2 separate regions of the Mus musculus genome follow, and region 1 is linked to region 2. The links are chromatin contacts, called in public Hi-C maps. All regions are on one chromosome and are shown on one strand. The core of a region is the stretch at or near the end of the contact, and the rest is flanking DNA. Distances in the headings are between cores, read along the strand shown.

Region 1 (5,685 bases), core at 1,563-4,062, 300 kb after region 2:
CCACAATAATGACTTGTGCGCTCCCACTGTTGAAGGTGATGGCTGTAGACTGCACTGGCAGCAGGAATCGTGTGTTTAATTTGATGAGCACAGGGCCAGACTTCCTGCTTGCTGTTGGAAGTCATGAGGCAGGACTTCCTATGTGGCCCAGTGCTCTCAGCAGTCACTTGTGGCAGCTGTCACTTGTGGCGTGTGGCACTGCTAGCCTTTACTTTACAAACCCCCAGCAGAGAGGGAGAGGGAAAGAGAAGGAGAAAGGGAGAAAGGGAGGGAACCCCTTGAGTGTGCAGGAAGGTGGGGAGATAGACACATGATCAGGGATTGGTGGAGTGTGAGCGGGCTGAGGAAGACAGTGAGACAGACTCAGAGCTGAGAGTAAGAGTGGGGGAGGGCAGCAGAGTCCCTGGCAGGAGACAGAGCCAGACCTGCCTTTCAGGCAAACTGGCTGGACTAGTAGTTGCAGCAGGCTGCAAATGAGAGAGGGGGAGGGGAAAGTTTGCCACATGGATCATTAGCAAGAAAGTGCCAGTTTAGTGTTGATGTAGAGATATTGTTTTAGACCAAGACATCCCATTAAGTAGGGACCAGGCAGAGAAATACTGACCCCTGGGCGAGAGAATAGGGTTATTAGCTGCCCCTACCAGTGTCCTGAGGACATTAACAACCTAAGAGAGATTCTAGCACAGGCCAGACCACCAGGTCGACTTGTGATGGCTGGGGGCTAACGCTCAGAGCCTGTGCTCTTGAGCCAGTTCATCCAAACCCAGGAATTTCTCAGCTTCGAGAAACTGTCTACAAGGAGAGGGAAATCTCACCCAAGGGAAAAAGTCCTAAAACGAGGGTCAGGGAAAAACTGAATGTCTTCCATCCTCAAGGACAACACAGGGGTAGCTCCGAGCTCAGGAACTCTCCCCTGGGACCATGCAGATGGGAAGGGATGGGGGCTTACCAGTTCTGGGCTAGCAAGCGTGGATCTCTTGTGGTGACTGAGGTGGGATGTCTCAGTGGGCCCATACTGAGGCATCCCTTCCCCATGAGGGACCAGCCACACAATAGTATAGTATAGAATAGAGTTTATTCAGGGCATGGGAAGGGGAGTTAAGAGGGTAGTAGAGGCAGAGAAAGGCAGAGAGAGGGAGAGAGTAAAGAAGTAGAAGCTGGCCATGGCCATGGGCATGTGGAGAGAGGGGGAAGGGAAGAGCCCAAGATGGCAAGAGAGAAGCAAGCAGTAAGCAAGAGTAAGAGAGGGAGGAGGGGGGCAAGCAGCCCCTTCTATAGTAGGTCAGGCCTAACTGGCTGTTGCCAGGTAACTGTGGGGATGGAGTTTAGATACAATGCTAACTAACCTGCCATTAAACTATATATGGATCTCCTTATTCCCAAGTTTTTGGTGGCAAAACTCAATCTATCTGCCTAATGGCTTCATTCTACTGATATCAGGCTCCCTTGGGAACTCACAGTAGAGCTGGGCTGAAGGGACCCAGGACACAGCCCCAGAGCAAGAGCCATATGAGCAGGGAGGAAAAATACAAATTATACTCAACACTCAGAGGCAGAGCTAAATCCTGCTTTTCTTTACTTTGTTCTGGGTGCACACCCTATCCCCAGAGCCGGTGATATAGTAAAGGATCCAGACCCAGACACGGCCCGGTGGCTGTCAATCACACCAGCTACACTCAAAATCCACTTCCTCACAGAATGCTAGGGGGGGGCGATGATTGAGCTCTGTACTCAGTGTTGTCCTTTCCTCAGGCTGAGATGTACTCTTATGGATGGTCCTGCACATAAGCGTAGGACTAACCTCAGTGCCTGCTGAAGCACGCTCCCTCCCTTCTGCAAACTGTGCAGACCTGGCCTTCCCTGACTCCTCTGCTATTCTAAGCACTTCCTTTCCTTTCAGTTTTAGTGAATCTTTGATGGCGGATTAGATACTAGGGAAACCCTGCTCTACTAGGGCATCCAAGCAACCCTGCTGTGTCTTTCAAATATTTCCTGTTGCTTTTCTGGGGATTCCTCCCTGGTGAGGTCCTTGGTCAGTCTATCCAGGCTTCTTTCGGTAGAACAAAGGCCAGATCCTTAGTTGCTCCTGGCGCCTTCTTATCTAAAAATAGCCTTGCAAACCTGATTTTATCCATTTTCTATAAATTCCCAGGGAGCCCCCGTAGTGCTCCTTAAGGTCTAAGTAATAGTGACAGTTTGCTTTTATGGCTGAGCTGTGGTCATAACGTATTCTCTTTGCCAGCACAATTGGAACAATAAGACATTTACAACCAGTGCGAAAGTCTAGCCCCTGTCATAAGCCAGCCACTTAGAGATCATAATGTCACCTCCATATCCTATAGCTAAAGTCCTCAGGAAACACCCAGCTGTGCCAACTTAGGGGGTCTAACTCCCACTAACTGGGGGACTTGGTCAAATGATATATATGTATACAGAGAATGGATTTTACATTCAGAGGCCTCCTTACTCTGCATATCCTTACAATAGTGCCTGAAACAGATAATTCTAAAAAATACCTCATAATCATAATTGCTTTATGTCTTGTATCCAAAAGAGGCAAATCAAATCAATCAATCTTAATCAAATGCAAGCCTATTTCAGAACGCATGTCGCAGGACCCTGTTAGGTAAGCTGTGGGACTGACGACTTCTTCATGGAAACTCTGGCTTGAATATAGAATTATCTGTAAGGAGGGAGGAAGGAGGACAGAAAAGATCAAGCTCCTGACAGAATAATTTCCCTAAGGACGCACCAAGTCAGATGATTGGTTTCTTCCCCTGCACTGCCCCCTTGTGGTAAAATGTCGTTAGTGTTTTGGTAGAAAGAGGAAGTAAAGGAGACAGCGATGAAGGGAAGTCGGGCTCCAAAGAGGAGCTGCCAGCCTTCAAGGAGCTTGTGGGGAACCCTGCCCTGCCAGAGCTTCCTGTTCTTTGCTTTGTGGCCCTGTGAGAGGCGGCAGCTGCTGCTGCCCCACCCTGACCCTTTCTCTCCTCATCAGATCTGAGCAGCGTAACCAAAGATACATGGCACAGACCTCAGGAGCCCGCAGGAAAGGAGCGCCTTCCTGGAACGGTTTACCTTGCCCAGTCGTCCTGGACGCTCCCAAAGGAGGTTCTGTCGTTGTTAGCGATGTACATCAGTCTCCAGTGAGGCACATAACGCTTCAGTGAACATCTCGTCCAAAGGGACATTTGAAAGAACAAAAGAAGACCAGAAATATTTCTGAAGGAGTAGAAGCTGGGAGGGGACTTTGGGACACTTCTTTCAAGTTTCCTCCTCTGCTAAGAGAAATCTACAAACACAGGGGATTGTGTTATTCGCGTCACTGAGAGCAAGAGGAGAACGTCTGATTTGGGCATAGTATTCCAAGCACAGTTTATCGAAGTAACTGGACTCATAAATACAAAGTTGGAAAGCATCTCATGTGTACTGGGTTCTCCCTGGGAGCAAGTGCCTGTCACTGTCAGGGGAGACCTCTCCTGGAGGGCACAAATACTGCAACGTGTCAGTGATCCAGTTTCAGGAGTGAAAAATAATGTTTTGTGCAAATGCATTAATATTCTTCAAAATCTAGAAAGACATCAGAACTAGGAAGGTAACTATTGAGTGCAAACTAGCTTTTGGATGCCGTATTACTTCTTAATAAAATTTTACTAAAACTACAACCCTGAAAATAAATCAGATACTACAAATATATCCTTGTTTGAAGGCGGTGATAGATACCTGGTACGGACCAGATTGTGTCAGTGAGCAGGATCGACCCTTCCCCAGACACATTTTCAGTCAACACTTTCCTGTTCTGAGATGAGGTCCAAGGAGCGCTGGGTGCTCAGATACACTGGGGCTTTGCTCTGTAAGCAGCCTGTGGTTTCTGGGGTCCCCAGCAGAACCCCAGGGCTCTCTACCCCACATTTTGCTCTGGAAACCCAAGAGTCCTGTTGTGATTTATGAAGTGACAGAGTTAGGAAGAAAGGCAGCTCTTGGACCCGTAGCCCAACCAAACACACAAGCTGTGGTCGTCGCCCCAGACAACTGCTCTTCAGCAGGCTTGAGATTTCTCCACAGAGAGCAGAGTCCTTTCATGTGGGCAAAGAACGACTTTATCAGACAGAATGCCTCGATGCTTATGAAATGCTTCCTGAGAGGGAGGAAGTCAGGCTATAATTGGGGCAGAATTTACAACAGCGAAATCACATTTGGGCAAGTTCTCTCTTATTGCAAGGGGCCTCCGAGCCACTAGAGATGCTTCATAGATTGCCACTGTCACCTGCTGGCTGGCCTCCAACTGCCATGAGGCCCAGGGAGGGGAAGGCAGGTAGGCCCCTGAATCAAGGCTTGGGTGGTACCCAGAACACTCTGGATCACATGACCGACTTGGTTCTTAGAGGACAAGGTTTGGAAACTTTGATGTATAGGTCTAAAGCCTCAGTAGGAGGGAAGTTGGGTGGTGTCTGTCTCACCTGGTGCAGTGGCAGTGAGGCTGTAACAACTGCCCAGTCACTAGCCTGAAGCAGATGTTGTATTTAGTGCTAAGGTCACCTGTAGTTTATATGTAGCTCTTCTTGTTCACATGAAACATAGAAATCTACTTGACAGCCCCAAACGTCACTGCCACTATTGTGTTTCCTAAGGAATACAGCTGGAAGCTCATCTGTTCTTGAGCCAAGTCTTTCCCAGAACACATGGGTGGGTCTGACTGCAGAGAAATGGAGAAGATGGCAGAAATATGAAGATCAGAAAGACTGTCCAAAGGACAGAATAACAGACAGTAAAGGGCCGAGATGGATTTCATGAACAAAAGCAAAACTCAAAGTGCACATCATCTTGCGGTTGGGAAGTCCATCTCCTTCTGCTCCTTGTGGGAAATGAAGCCAATGCCATATCAAAACAAACAAAAAAATCTTGCAGCTTAACAATCCCAAAAGCTTACATCATTTTAAAATCTGTGCACTCAACATAGTAATGTCTCTTTTTTATCTCAAGAAGGTGTTCCTGCATAACTGCATACCTTCTAATGAATAGACTCACAGAAATAAAAAATAAAGCAATTTTTGTTCTTCCCCACAGGTTCATGTGAATGACTGATGTCTATTGCATAGAGGCTTACATGACTCTTGGGGTCCCCACCCCCACACTCTACCTCCCTGCCACCCCCACCCCCACACTCAACCTCTCTGCCACCCCAGGCTGCCTTACCACCCCAGGCTCTTACACTGTGGTGTTCAGCACTTCTGTCAGGGTGAGTTCCACAACTGGGAACCCTTGGCATCAGAAGCTACTGGGAACCTTACATTAAAATGGAGAGGGAAAAAATGCGAGTGTATGCGGGGTGGACATGAAAATCAAAGGCTGATCGGAGTGAGTGTTACAGATTGTATTGCTATGAGATCTCACAGGGGGTTCCTTTCAGCTCCATGGCCTTGCTTTCTCTGTTGAATGAATTCATATGAGACATGAAGTGGGGTACAGAACAGATGACAAGTAGAGATTATCACAAAGAGACAAGGGACAAGAGTGGCCAGTGGCCAGAGAGACCACTGTGAAGGAAAAAATGCATAATGTGGTAGTCGACAGTGAACAGGTGTGCGTATGAAGGCTTTATACTACTCTCAAGCATTTATGAAACATATTTCACTGTCCGGGTGATTGACAGGCCCATTTGGGTTCACTCTTCAGGGGGAGGGA
Region 2 (5,741 bases), core at 729-3,228:
GTTAAAAGAGGAAATGGCACTTCAAACTTCTGCTTATGCCGAGAATGGCCTGTATTGATGTGAGACTGTCATTACAGGAGACATATATAATATTTGGCAACTGTTTTTATATAGGGAATACTTGAAAAATCATAAAAAATATATATACTTGAATCAGTAGCTAAAGAAAAAGTATAGGACTTGTGCTTATAGTTGAAAAGTTTTGCTTAGAAGTAAACATGTACAACGTTCTCACATTCATAAGCTTTGCATCCATAGACTAAAGCAGTTATGATATGGAAATATTTAAGAAGAGTTGCACTTGTAGTATGTATTTTCCCTTGTTATCTTCTAAACAATACTGTTCAGTGGTTACTGCATAGCATTTATATTATATTAAATATATAAGTAATGTGAGATAATTTGGCATATGTGGGAGATACATGTAACAATTGGAATATTTTGATATTTCACATAAAAGTCTTGAACGTCTGTAGATTTTAATTTAAATGTAGCATTTTAGAACCATTGTATATGGATATTGAGAGGCCACTATGGGTTTGCTCTCAAAAGCAAACCAGGATAGATACCATGTGGTGGTGATGTTTACTCATTGTTGTCTTAGATGAGGAGGATCCCTTGTTACATTAGCAAGCTTCCCGTCACTGAAGCTGTGTTTCAAGGATTTCAGTTTTGAAGTGGTAGAAGGAGTTGGTTCTACTGCAAAAATTTAAATTGTGTACTTTTTATTCTGGCTCTTACATTTTATGTTTTTATTTATTAGGTTATACCCCTGCTATTAAAGGACAACTATTACATGTTGATGCTACTACCAGTATGCAATATCGGACCCTTTTAGAAGCAGAGATGTTAGCAGTAAGTCTAAATATATGATATACATTTGTTTAGTAGGTATAGACTTAGTTTTAATTTTCTAATGTAAAATTTCTAAAACTTGTCTGTATTCTTATTTGAGAACTACCAACTAGGTACTCTGGTTATACCAAGCTTGGGAAGAGTGGCAGATTACTCGTACTGTGTGCTGCCTTTGACATCCTTTATACTGTTCCACTTCTAATACATAGGAAGTGCTAGGAGCTCACAAACTGTTAGGATGTAATTTTTAAATTCCACGTATTTTTCCAAAATTGTAAATAAAGTAATTTTTGATTGCATGTTCTGACCCTATTGGGCTTCTCTCAGGACTTAATTAATTTTATTCTTTGACCTAAGTCAGTGACTAAGTTTTAAAGAAAAAAGTCTTGATGGTACCCTGAATATTTGGAAGTGGCCATGGTTTAAATTTCAGATTAGGTTCTCATTAATATGTTACTTTAAAAAAAGGGCAGTAACAACAACAACAACAACAACAACAACTCTGTAGGATGGTTGGTATTCACAGAAGATTCATTTACATCAGATGATGTCATAAGGTTCTTAGTTACTTGTTTTAAGCCAACATCTTATACATTCAGATGTGTAAGATGAAATTTGATAATTAGTAAGAAAAGCCCCCCCCAACACTCAGATTATAATCATCTATGAGAGCATGCACAAATAGTCAGGTATGTTTTAGCCTCAAAGTCTCTGTGCAGTCTTTTCTCTTGGTGTGGGTTAAGTCAATTCCACTGTAGTTGAAATAAAAAACAACTTATTTCTTAGAGTATGAGTATAAAAACATGTAGTCAGTATATGAATAATGTAAAATTACTATATAAAATCTATTATTACATAAAAATATAGTATTAAACTTATCAAATTTAACATTCATTACAGTTCTGCACTTGATGGAACTCTCAAGCTGTTGCTGATAAGTGGGACCATGTAAAACAGTGCTAGTCCTCGGCAGGCAGCTGTTTCCTGTGCAGCAATGCCAAGGCCAGGCTGTAGGATAGTACCCATGATAGTCCGCCTTCCTTCCTTTAACAGAGGAGGAATTAGGGACTTGGGCTGTTTGTTACCTGCTACGTTAGCTGGTGTGTGTTGCTGAAACTAGAGAATATTTCTTTCCCCTCAGAGAATTTTGACCACATCAAAGCTTAATATCTCAAAGATCTGGGTATTGACCATAGACACTGACCTTTTACAGCAGTTTTAAAAGTCTCAAAGACACTTTCTGTTCATCTCAGTGGGAAAATAAGTTTTAATTACTCTCCAGATTATATGACTTCATTCCCAATGCTGTTAGCATTGTCACATTTTAACCTCTAACATTTGTTTTGCAGTTCCACATCAATGCCAGCTACCCCAGAATTTGGAACATGCCACAGACATGGCAATGTGAATTGGAAGTATATAAAGCCACATACCACTTCATCTTTGCACAGAAGAACTTCTTTACAGGTAATTTCTGGTAAATATCGACAGTTACTTGTGTGGTGAGCTTATTTATATTCTGTAGGTTTTACTTTTACATTTAATATAGGGGTGTGCTGACATGACATGATATGTGTGCTTTCCTTTTTTCCTATAATTTTTCCATTTATTATTCTCCCATATATTGTATCCCAAACTGCAGTTTCCCCTTCGTCCTCTCCTCCCAGTCCATCCCTCTACCTCCTCTTTCCCTGGATCCACATCTACCCCTTCACCTTTTCCTCAGAAAAGAACAGGCCTTCCTGAGACATCAACCAAATATAGTATAAAAATCTACCATAAGACTAAGCATGTATTCTAGCATCAAGGCTGGATGAGGTAACCCGGTAAGAGGAAAAGGCTCCTAAAAGCAGGCAAAAGAGTCAAGAGACATCCCCTGCGCACACTGTTAACAATCCCATAAAACCACCAAGCGACAGAAATATAACATATATGCAGAGGACCTAGGTCAGGCTGTACAGGCTCCCTGATCTCTGTGAGCCCATTTGAGTCCCAGTCTGTTGATTCTGTGTGCTTTGTTCTTATGGTGTCCTTGATCCTGTGGATCCTCCAGTCTTTCCTACCCCTCTCAGGACTCCATAAGCTCTCCCTGAATTTGGCTGTGGGACTCTGCATCTGCTCCCATCTGTTGCTGGATGAAGTCTCTCTGGTTTCTCTGATGACAGTTATTCTAGGCTCTGGTCCCAGCATATCCTGCAGGGATGACAAACGGTAGGTTGGAGATTTCTGTGGCTGGGTTGGTGTCCCAGTCTCTCCACTTGAGACCTGGTTAGAGGGGATGGCCAGTTCAGACTCCATGCCAACCAGAGGTTCTTTCATCCTTGAGAAGAGTTTTTGCTTTCCTAGGTTTTTTGTTATTCCAGATGAATTTGCAGATTGCCCTTTCTAATTTGTTGAAGAATTGAGTTGGAATTTTTGATGGGGATTGCATTGAATCTGTAGATTGCTTTTGGCAAGATAGCCATTTTTACTATATTGATCCTGCCCATCCATGAGCTTGGGAGATCTTTCCATCTTCTGAGATCTTCTTTAATTTCTTTCTTCAGAGACTTGAAGTTCTTACCATACAGATCTTTCACTTCCTTAGTTAGAGTTATGCCAAGGTATTTTATATTATTTGTGACTATTGAGAAGGGTGTTGTTTCCCTAATTTCTCTCTCAGCCTGTTTATCCTTTGTGTAGAGAAAGGCCATTGACTTGTTTGAGTTAATTTTATATCCTGCTACTTCACTGAAGCTGTCCATGTCCGCCCGTTTCTAGGAGTCTTTGCTAGTGTAGATTCCAAGGAGATTCCATTGCACCAAGTTTTTACCTTACTTCTGCAATGTTTTCCAGTTCTCTCCCAATATTCTCTCCCTCAGTCACCCCACCCTATCCTTCCTCTTCCTGTTCGCACTCACCCCCAGTGCACCCTCGAAATTGATTCTATTTCCCCTTCCTAGGAAGATCCTTACCCCTCTCCCGTCCCCTCCCCAAGCCCTTCCTGTTCATTACCCTCTCTGGGTCTGTGGACACTAGCATGGCTATCCTTTACTTTATAGCTGATACCCACCTACAAGTGAGCACCAGCCATGCTTGTTTTTACTCTGGATGTTTTTTTCTGGTTTCATCCATTTGCTAGCAAATTTTATGATGCCATTTTTTTTTAACAGCTAAGTAAAACTCCAATGTATCAATGTCCCATTTTTTTTTTAATCCATTCTTTGGTTACACATCTAAGTTGTTTCCAGTTTCTGGCTATTATGAATAAATTTGCTCTGAACATAATTGATCAAAAGTGTCCTTGTGGTCTAGTGGGGCACCTTTTGAATATATGTCTAGGGGTGGTATGGCTGGGTGTTGAGATAGGTAAATCCCCAGTTTCTGAAGAGCACTGTGTTGATTTCTAAGATGACTATACAAGTTAGCATTCCCACTGGCAATTTATGAGTGTTCTTGCTCTATATCCTGGCCAGCATGAGCAGTTTCTTGTGTTTTTGATCTTAGTCATTCTGACTGGTGTAAGAATTTCAGAGTCGTTTTGATTTGCATTCCATTGATGGCTAAGGATGCTGAACATTTCTTTAAGGTTTTTTTTTTTCAGCAATTTGAGAATCCTCTGATGAGAATTCTGTTTATATCTGTACCCATTTTTTAATTGGATTATGTGGTTTGTTGATGTCTAGTTTCTTGAGTTCTTTTTATATTTTGGATATTAGCCCTGTGTCAGATGTGGAGTTGGTAAAAATCTTTTCCATTCTGTAGGCTGCTGTTTAGCTAGATGAAATATTTTCTTAATTTGTTTTAGATTGGAACTATCAAAGGTAAGGGACTGGTTTTCGTTGTTTTTTTATTTTTGTTTTTTTTTTAACTTTTTTTAAAAAATTAAATTATTTTATTTATTTACATTCCAAAAGTTAACCCCTTCCTAGGCCCCCCTCCCTGAATTTTTCACCCCATCAGTCCCCTCCCCATACAAGGCAGTCCTCTGCTACCTATGTGCCCTGGTCCACAAACCCGCCGCCCGTGTATGTTCCTTTGGTTTTGACTTAGTCTCTGGGAGCTCTGAGGGGTCCAGGTTAGTTGTCAATGTTGCTCTTCCTATGGGGATTGCAATCCCCTTCAGCTCCTTCAGTCCTTCCTCTAACTGTTGCATAGGGGCTCCTCAATCTAATGGTCAGCTGTGAGCATCTGCATCTGTCTTAGTTAGATGCTGGTAGATCCTCTCAGAGGGATAGTCACGCCAGACTCCTGTTTGCCTCAGTAATAGTGTCAGGATTCGGTGTGTGCACATGGGATGGATCCCCAGTTGGGCAGGTCACTGGGTGAGCTTTCTTTCAATCTCTGCTTCGTTTTTGTCCCTGCATTTTCTTTAGACAGGAACAATTTAAAACAATTTTGAAGATTGGTGAATGGCCCCCTACCTCAGCTGGGGGCCATGTTTATCTACTGGAGGTGATATCTTCTCGTTTCATCTCCTCACTGTTGGGAGTTTCCGCTAAGGTTGTCCCCATTGAGTTCTGGAAGCCTCTCATATTCCAGGTCTCTGAGACTTTCTAGAGGTTCCCACTGCCCCCTACCCTCAACTGCTGTATATTTCAATTCTGTTTTTATTTACTCCAAATAATGACAATAAAAATATTAATCCAGTTTTGATCTTAGAAGCAAATGGAAGAACTCAGTTCAGGCTGTTGCTTTTATCAGGCTAGTGTAAAAAGTAAAGATTGCATTGATCAATCAGTTGTTCCCTCTTCCAGCTTGATTATTTCATTTTGATTATTGTCATCTATGAGAGTATACTTAAGTAGTCAAGTATGTTATTCTAGGCTCAGAGTTCCTGTTCAGTCTTTTCTGTTAGTATGACAAGTCAGTGCCATCACAGTTGAAAAAGAAAGTAACAACTTCTT

The links. A called contact is a pair of places that touch in the nucleus more often than the background predicts.
Region 1: a Hi-C map of the MNK3 cell line shows a contact between it and region 2, with 6 times the contacts expected there. The contact joins two enhancer-like sites. A contact is called at or near these places in 2 of 15 datasets of contacts at CTCF or cohesin (CD8 T cells and the NIH/3T3 cell line), 9 of 484 Hi-C or Micro-C datasets (the HL-1 cell line, the MNK3 cell line, Th2 cells and 3 more), 8 of 115 datasets of contacts at active chromatin or transcription factors (T-cell acute lymphoblastic leukemia, embryonic hindbrain, embryonic limb bud and 5 more) and 1 of 9 other capture datasets (liver).

What each region holds. Positions count from the first base shown.
Region 1 is chr3:37,201,324-37,207,008 of GRCm38.p6, forward strand. No RefSeq gene overlaps it. Among named protein-coding and RNA genes, the nearest start is that of Gm36168, 20 kb to the right of the region's middle. Within about 2 kb of position 2,813, at least 204 of the 459 cell types and tissues checked have an H3K27ac peak or open chromatin away from gene starts, as enhancers often do. A contact at or near this core is called in the MNK3 cell line, where this site is marked.
Region 2 is chr3:36,905,928-36,911,668 of GRCm38.p6, forward strand. It overlaps 4932438A13Rik (RIKEN cDNA 4932438A13 gene), which reads left to right. Exons shown (of 86, transcript NM_172679.2): 14 at 764-855; 15 at 2,205-2,322. Among named protein-coding and RNA genes, the nearest start is that of 4932438A13Rik, 46 kb to the left of the region's middle. Within about 2 kb of position 1,979, at least 4 of the 459 cell types and tissues checked have an H3K27ac peak or open chromatin away from gene starts, as enhancers often do. A contact at or near this core is called in the MNK3 cell line, where this site is marked.